Regions from separate parts of the Mus musculus genome. Here region 1 is linked to region 2. The links are chromatin contacts, called in public promoter capture Hi-C maps. All regions are on one chromosome and are shown on one strand. Each heading gives the region's core, a stretch centred on a gene start, on an enhancer-like site or on the middle of the called end of the contact. The rest is flanking DNA. Distances are from core to core; before and after follow the strand shown. Region 1 holds the start of Ly86 (lymphocyte antigen 86). Region 2 holds the start of Prpf4b (pre-mRNA processing factor 4B).

Region 1 (4,302 bases), core at 1,086-3,585, 2.5 Mb before region 2:
TGAACTTCCCGAACATCATGGTGTCCAGATACAAGTACCATATCCAGTCACACCCACTCCTCAAAGGATCGTTCCAAAGTGGAGGCTCCCCAAAGCCAAAGGCAGGCAACATGGCCTTGTCTAGGGCTCTGACTGTACATCTCCCATCATGTCTCAGGCCTCTGAACTTGGCTTGGTTGTGCCACACTTCTTTGCCTTTATATAAGCTATTCTCTCTGCTGAAATCTCCTTCTCTACCCTCCTCTATATCACTATGTCCAACAACAAAACTCTACACACCAGGGTTATTGGATTTAGAGAGGTCAGCGATCAGTTTGTTCTAACTCCACAAATATTTACCCAAATGTTTTGTCTTCTCTGTGCTGTTGGACTATAATTTCTCCAGTATCAGCTAGATAGCCTTTACAGTATTATCTGGCATCTCCGGCCCCAGGTTTACACATCTACAAAGCAAGGATCATGCTAGTGAGGAGCTGTGCACAGCCCTCAACACACAGGCAGACCCTTCTTGTGGAATATGTGGCCCAGCTACTTTTATCATTTCTTTAAAGTTTCAGTTAACATTTGACAATCCAAACCTTGCTCTCTTCAAATCACTGTGTCTCCTGGTAACTGATGCCTGCCTTTGAGACATCCCTCCCACAAAGCAGTTATCCTTTGGTTTCCTTGGCTGATTCTCCCACTCACCCTGGATGAAAACTTCATCTCCCCTGTTCCTTTATTCCAAGTGCCCAGGGCTTATTTCTGAGATTTAATTACTCTGCAGAGAAGTACCATCTACAAATAGATGCAGCACTGCAGACAGTGTGGCAGCACATTATGTCCCCGTTCTTTCCCTGACAGACCCAGGTGAGTGAAAGGACACATGAGACTCAGTTACAATCTGAGGGAGAATCTTAGACATGGAATAGCCAGTCACATGAGGCTTAATGTCTCGGAAAATCAAATCCCAAGTAGTCCACGTGACCCAATCCGGCTGTCATCCTACTCCTGAAGTGAGCAAGTCCCCAGACGTCTAGGCTCCCATTTGTCCCAAGAACAGCAAGCATCATGAGGTCAGCACTTTCTCCACCCAGCGCGTCCTTTTCTTTTTCTTATTTTTAATTTTTAAAATGCACTTCAAGGTTCCTTTTAAAAGGAAATTTAAAAGAATCCATTGAATTACCCCAGAAACCAAAGTTGGGTGGCAGAATCCGGGCTCAGCTAGTTTGCTTTCATTTATTCTCAGCGAGCGGTGGGACCAACACAGAGGCTCAGAGTCTCCTTTGCATACTCTTCAGCTCATCTGTCCCGTTTCCCTACAGATTTCCAGGTTTCATAAATGTCTGCCTTTCCACAAGCCATTTGTTCTACTGCCCATTGGAAATCGATCCCAAGGCTCATTTTTCCTCGCTGTGTCATAGCGTCACAGAAGGAAAAAGTGAGGTGAGGTACCACATTCAGACTTTAGAACTAACCCACTCCTAAGTTCTGGTTCGTGGTGCCAACAGCGGGGCTCTCCCAGCCCAACGCGTCTCAGTATATGCCACCTCTCAAACAGTTGCACTGAGGTTAAGTTTCTAATACATGCTCCAGGACACAGGCCAACCACAGCACTCCCCTTCGCTGTCCTTGCCCCTGGGGAAACCCTGGCATTGGATGCTACTTCTGACGTGCTTGCTGCTTTAATGGGTGGCACAGTGCGGCATGACAAGAACTCTAGAGGGAGCGGCTGAAGGACAGAGTCTCTGACAAAAGTGACTTGATGCTCACCCAGTTTGCAAAATGGCTGAGGTGAAAAGCCAGCGTAGGCGCAGGATTTGGGAAGAAAAGCTTACTGATCACTTGTTCTTGGGGGAGAGGGCAGGGCTGAGCTCTTAGACTTCGTTCCATATCTAGACTGTTCATTTCTCTCTTTCTGTGGTCTTCGTTATTTTCAGAAGGCTCTTCCACTGTCCCTGGCCTTTCCCTCCTCACGGCTGCCAAGACAAAAGCTCACCGTAGCAGCAAAAAGCACGGAGAGGCTGATAACCTCATCCCTCGCCCATACTCACCCAGTGTTCGTATTGCCCACGTGTAGCTTTAATTTCCCCATAAGCACAAGCAGCCATTTCATAAGACCTTACCACAGCTCTGGTAGACTACTTCCAAGCCCCCACTGTTGCAGGCCGTGTGCTTGGGCCAACCATTTTCGCTGCCATGGTCACTGCTGCTCGGAGAAGTCAGAATCCACACAAGGAGGGCAGCTGCGACACCATTCATGGCGAGGGGGTTGTGTGTGCCCAATGGTAAGCCAGCCCAATAAAAAGACCTCCGAAGCTCGTCCTCCCCCTGAAGGAGTAGTATGTTCAGTTTCACTTCTCGAATACTAGTCTCTGGGAAATATACTGTGAGAAGACAAAGACAGACAGCGGGGAGGGGCATTTGAATACTGTTCCAGGGGGCTTTCACATACTTGAAATAGCAAGTGTGTGTGTGCGCGCGCGCGCGCATATCTCTGAACATGCGCATGCGCATATGGGCAGGTATGGGCTAGGTTGAAAGGTGACTTCTCGCTTTCACAGGAAGAGGTCCTGCAGGACTCTTCAGAACAGCCCCTTTTAGAATCTTTGTCCCCCACTGGAGCTGTAAACTCAGGAAAAATGAGCTTCAGGCCACCATGTGTTTTCTATCAGCGTACACCCCACTGATGTGAGTCTCAGAGCTGGCTAACGCCAGCAGGCACATGTGACATTTTGAGGGTGGTATACTAGAACTTAGGATCTGGAACCGGGTTTTTGGATTTGTTCTTGTCTGGCTTTGGCCCTGGGGTTGGGCCAGCGGAACAGGAGCTTGTCCTAGGAGCCCACACAGAGCTGGGTGGTGCATTCCCTCTGAGAAGTAAGCCATCTTCCATTTCTGGGCCAACAGCACCAGGAGGAAGGATTACCCTTTTAACATTTTTATTTTATTTATTTTTTTAGTGTATATCTGTGTTGTCTTTCTGTGTGTTTGCGTGTGTATGATCATGTGGAAGTCAGAAGGTAACTTTTGGGAGTCAATTCTCTCCTTTCTCTGTGGGTTCTGCGAGTGGCACTCAAGTCACCAGGTTTGTGAGGTAAGTGCTTTTACCCATGGAGACAGTTCATGGGCCCATGGCCTCCCTGAAAGGCTAGTTCAACTAGGAGAGGTGACTGACACCGCTTCTCACACAAAGATGCTGCCCTCCATGGACTCTTGCCGCTCTGCCTCAGCTTTCTTAATCCTAACCCCACTCTATGCAGTTCATCAAACTCACGGCCAAGGCCAGTGATGCTGCAGAGCAACAGGCAACACTCTTTCCCATGGCAGGAAGAGATGAATTATATCCCATTGAGAATGTACAATGTATTTTTAGAAGACTTCTCAATAAAAATATTCTCTCCTTGCATGACAGATGGCATTTTTTTCTATAACATGTAATGCAGCCTCGTAGGAAAAAACGAGCAAGCCACTCCCTCAAGGAGTTATGGGAACTCATTTTGTCAACCAAGAGCCAGGACTTGGGTCTGACGAGTGGTTTTTGGCTCACCTGTTTCAGAAATCAATCCATAATGGTGTCATCTTGAGTTCTGTTATGGTTTGGATATTAACTGTCACCCAGAGTTCCATGTGCTGCTAAGTTTGGTCACCTGCCTGGGGCACCATTGAGATGTGGTGGGACCTTTAATTTAGATCATCTTAAAGAGAATAGTGGAATTCTAACTCTTCGTATCCCTCCTTTTGCTTTGTTTTCGAGCCAACACAAGGAAATCAGGTTTCCTCCATGTGTAGCCCCACCTTAACATGGTCCAATCCAACCCACAGAAAAATGGGGCCACATGTCCATGCTCTGAAACCTCTGATGCTGTGGGGCAACACCAACTTTTCCTCCCTTTGTCTATTTACCTTAGGCACTCTCTCACAGTGACAGAAAGCTAGTATAAGTGCAGTGGTTTGAATACACATAGCCCCGCAGGCTCATGTATTTGAAAGAATAGTCAACATCAAGTGGAATTGTTTGAAAAGATCAGAAAGATTGGAGGTGTGTCCTTTTTGGAGGAAGTGTGTCACTGGGGGTGGGTGGGTTTTGAGGTTTTAAAAGCCCAGCCCCCCACCACCTCCCCCTGTCTCTGCTTACAGATCAGGATGTAGCTCTCAGATACTTCTCCAGCACCTTGCCTGCATACCACTGTGTTTTCTGCCATGATGATAATGGACTAAGCCTCTGAAACTGTAAGCCAGTCTCCAATTAAATGCTTTCTTTTATAAGAATTCTCTTGTTCATGGCGTCTTGTCACAGCAATAGAACAGTGACGAAGACAA
Region 2 (4,061 bases), core at 1,258-3,757:
CTTTTCCAAATCATGTTTCAGGAATTAAATTTTAATGTATTATAAACACCACATCAAAAACACATCTTTGGCTGGGCATGGTAGGGATGCTTGTAAATGCAACCTTTGGGAGGCCAGCCTGAAAAGACACAGCCAGCTCAGGGGAGTAAGGTACATCTCCACGGTAGGACTTAGGCTAGTGCATGTTAGGCTCTGGGTTTACTCCTAGTGTCAGCCCTGCTCAATGATCTCAGGCTGACAATGTGGCTCAGGGGTAAAGTACTTGCTTATTAACATGTGCAAAAGGGTTCTTAGTTTGATCCTTAATTCCCCCTCACTCCCTACAACCATCTTTCTGGGACACTAGCAAAAAACATTATTTTAAATCTTAGAGGCAAGTGAAGAAGCCACAGTACAGCAGTCGGGAGCTGGCCTTTAGAGCCACATTTACAAAGTTAAATGTGGCTATCACAGTGCGACCTTGAGCAAACTACTTCATGTCTCTGTGTTAGTTTCATCACCCACAAAATACCAGCAACAACAGGACCCAGCGCCACAGGATTGTTACAAGAATTAATGAGCTACTATTTGAATGATTTGAATAGTACCTGGTCCCTGGTGACTTCGAATACATTTATTTTTTTTTTAAAGCTGAAGTAAAGAGGCTGACAAATGTACAGGCCAGTAAAACAAAAGCCATTTGAGCCTTTAAGGAAAATGTAAACTATGTAATATGTGTGCCCTTAATTTTTCTATTTTGAATAGCTTCCTGTAACTACAAGCTATTCAGAGTAACTTGAAGCCATTTAGGTCAGCAACACACATAGTGCCTGCTTTCATATCAAACTGTTATTTACTCCATTAATTATTTTCAAATTAGCAAAAATAGGACACATTGAGAAGAATTCCATTTACACAATTTCTATGGGGGAAGGGAGGATAAATTAAAAACTACCATCAGTGTTATGTAGTTGCCAGAGCCTAAACAAACCCACGCTTATAAAGATAGGATTAAATACGCAAATAATAGGGCTGACTCTGACTCAAAATAAATGTGAATGGATCCTCCCCTCAAATTAAGTGAATGGACATAATACCAAGAACTTTTCAGATTGCCAGAACTACTTAGCTGAACAGCCGAAGACACCCATCAAGCTAAACTAACATCCTGTAACTGCCACACCATGAACTTGGACAATAAGCTATCTTAAAATCCTATCTGTTCTCTGCTAAGCCCAATTGTCACAACCACAATGCAACTTTCAAGCATACTTAATAAAAACAAATTCTCTGTCAAGCTGAGTAAAGTAAATGACAGGGGAACCCCAAACTAGATTCTCAGCAAAGAAACCAAGCTATCTGTCACAAGTTGCTGGAAACGGTATCAAACACTTTCCTAAACAGGCTGAAAACATAGATAATGCAGATGTAACTGGGGGGTGGGGGGTGGGGGGGGTTGCTGTTGCCACCCAGTCTTCAGTGGTATTCTCTTTAAAGTTAAGCTTTCCTCGCATAAACGTGGGAAACAAAACACTGCTCTTCTTTAAGCAACAGCTAGTCCTTTTGCTTATTCAAGGATGTGTTCTCTTGGCTTCAAATACTTCTATAGTCGCTTAATTAAAAACACAGATTAGAATGATTTAGAAGTAGCAACGATTCCTAATACTTCTCCCATGTCCCTTCCTAAAGGCAAAAACAAACTAGGGCAAAAAACTGCCAGGCCTCAAAACCCAGGTAGTCTACCTTACTTTGCCTCAAGTTTGAAAGTTAGAAATAAGCTACCAATGGACAGAGAAATACCGGGTTGTGGTTGGAAGGAAGAGTAAAGGGCAAAGGACTTCGCTAGCACAATTTCCGGGACAGTCAAAAGTGTGACCCTAGCACCCCCGTCTCTGCTTTTACCATCAGCAGGATCGCAAGGATAGCATATGCGTTAGGAAAGCGGGGCTTAGCCTGCCGGCCGCCACTATTCCTCGGGTCTCTTTAGGGAAGGAGATCACCGAGGGTTGAGATCGGAGAGCTCCACGGTCCCCCAGGGAGGTGCAGGAAGGCGCGACCTCAGGGCAGCAGCAGCCACCACGCTAACTGGACCTGTAGAGGCCGCTCGTGCCGCCGCCTCCCGGGGCAACGACGGACAGCAGGCCGCGCTGCCGGCACCTCAACAGCCGCGGCCCCACCGGCAGCAAAGCCCAGGCCGCTCCCACGCCTCCCGCCGCACCACCCACGGCGCGCGGCAAGGCAAAGTTTGGCTGTCGCCGTTAGGCCTGAACTTTCCCGCCCGTCGCGCAGGTCGCCGCCGCCGCCGTCCCCCGCATTGCCGGCCTGGAGGCCCAGCTCCGACACACCCGCGCGGTGCACTTACTCAGCTTGCTCCCGCAGGGACGGGGGCTCCGTGGCGGCCATCTTGAACTTCCCGACTCCTCCGCGATGCTGGCGGCGGCTCGGCGAACCGTGGACGCCAGTGGAAGCGGAGGAAGAAGGGACAGGCAGCCGCGCATGTGCGGAGCACGTAGAGAAAAGCGGCACTCGGGAGTCCGCGCTAAGAATCCGGATAGAAAAACTCGGCGTCCGGGGGCGGGGCGCGGAACGTAACTTCCGGGGCTAGGGGGCGGGCCGTGGGGAGAAGAAGGCCTGATTCACTTAGAGCGCTGGTTATGTGTGTAAGTGTGAGTGTGTAAGTGTGTAAGTGTAGGGACCTGCTGGAGACAGCAGCAAAGAAAGGGGTCGGGTGCATTGCTGAGAGCTGATTCTCCATGTGATCCAGTAGTGGGTGAAACCTGCTGTGTCTCTCCTTGTTGCTGATTGGCTAGCGGAGAGCTCGTAGACCTGGCCTAATTTAAACAGCCAGAATATCTGCCAGGTCCCCTTTTGACCTTCTGTTCTTTATGGTATGCTTTATATGGGAATTAAGTTTTCTGTTTCTGGGAGGAATACGTTGGAGATAATGGTGATACTGAAATAAGACCGATTTCCGATTTACAGACACCATTCTTCACAGAGTAAAATAAAGCACTTCTAAGCCCGGACACACAAAATAAATGTAATAAAAATGCTCTTGTCGGGCAGTGGTGGCGCACGCCTTTAATCCCAGCACTCGGGAGGTAGAGGCAGGCGGATCTGAGTTCGAGGCCAGCCTGGTCTACAGAGTGAGTTCCAGGACAGCCAGGGCTACACAGAGAAACCCTGTCTCGAAAAACCAAAAAATAAATAAATAAAAAATAAAATAAATAAAGCACTTCTAAAGGAGCTGGTGCTGGAAAACTTTTCCATGGAAGATTTTCTTTTTCACCCAAGTTCATTTCCACGCTATTACGAATTGGAGAGCGAAATCGATGCCTAAAGGCATCCCAAGCTGTTACTGTTAGCAGATATTGAAACATTAGCTTACTCGTGCAGGAAACGTTTACAAAGTGACAGACCAGACAATTACAATTCCTTGGGTTTTTTTTTTTTTTTTTTTTTTTTTCCTCTTCGGGGCCCTGGTAAAGGAACCGCCCGACCCATAGCCGCAGTTTCCGCGGATCAGGACGGAAGTGAGCTCTGCACAGCGGAACCAGCTTCCCGGAAGTCTTTTGGCCAGCCGGAGAGACGCATGCGTGCTGGTGGCCAGAAGAAAGCGTGGGCGTGTTCAAAGCTGCGGGCGGTGGTTGTGGCGTTAGAACTGCGGCGGGCAGCTATGGGGAGGCCCTCCCAGTTCCCTGCTCCAGCTCAGCTGGTCTCCGCCTCCCGATCTCAGCCCCGACCTCTCCTCTGCGGCAACGTCAGCACAGCGGCTTGCCAAGATTGCGTCTGAGCGTACCCCAAGATCCCTCAAGTAGAGGTCCGCCTTGTTCGGTGACACCGTGGAGACCACGGCGCCGGCAGACAATGCAAAAAGTTGAGGCTTTGGAGGCAAGCGTGTCTTTGTGAACGTTTCATCTTTTCCTACCATCTGTGGTTGCTTCAAGTATTATTCCAAACGAGCTGGGCATTCTTTAAATAATTGAAAAATATATTTGAAATATGTGTATTTCTGTGGAGAGCTACTAATCTCGTACACGGTTGCCATGGAACCCAGTGAGCTCTCAATAGGCTAATTGTAA

Evidence for each region. Promoter capture Hi-C pulls out the DNA fragments that hold promoters and counts their contacts.
Region 1: a promoter capture Hi-C map of pre-B cells shows a contact between it and region 2, with 2.3 times the contacts expected there. The contact joins the promoter of Ly86 here to the promoter of Prpf4b in region 2. A contact is called at or near these places in 2 of 39 promoter capture datasets (hippocampal neurons and pre-B cells) and 1 of 9 other capture datasets (adipose tissue).

The regions. Positions count from the first base shown.
Region 1 is chr13:37,343,378-37,347,679 of GRCm38.p6, reverse strand. Ly86 (lymphocyte antigen 86) reads right to left here and starts at 2,335. Exons shown (of 5, transcript NM_010745.2): 1 at 2,106-2,335. The coding sequence starts at 2,241.
Region 2 is chr13:34,873,975-34,878,035 of GRCm38.p6, reverse strand. Prpf4b (pre-mRNA processing factor 4B) reads right to left here and starts at 2,507. Exons shown (of 15, transcript NM_013830.3): 1 at 2,342-2,507. The coding sequence starts at 2,382. It overlaps Gm36839 (a long non-coding RNA gene), which reads left to right and starts at 2,796. Exons shown (of 2, transcript XR_382181.1): 1 at 2,796-2,867; 2 at 3,468-4,061.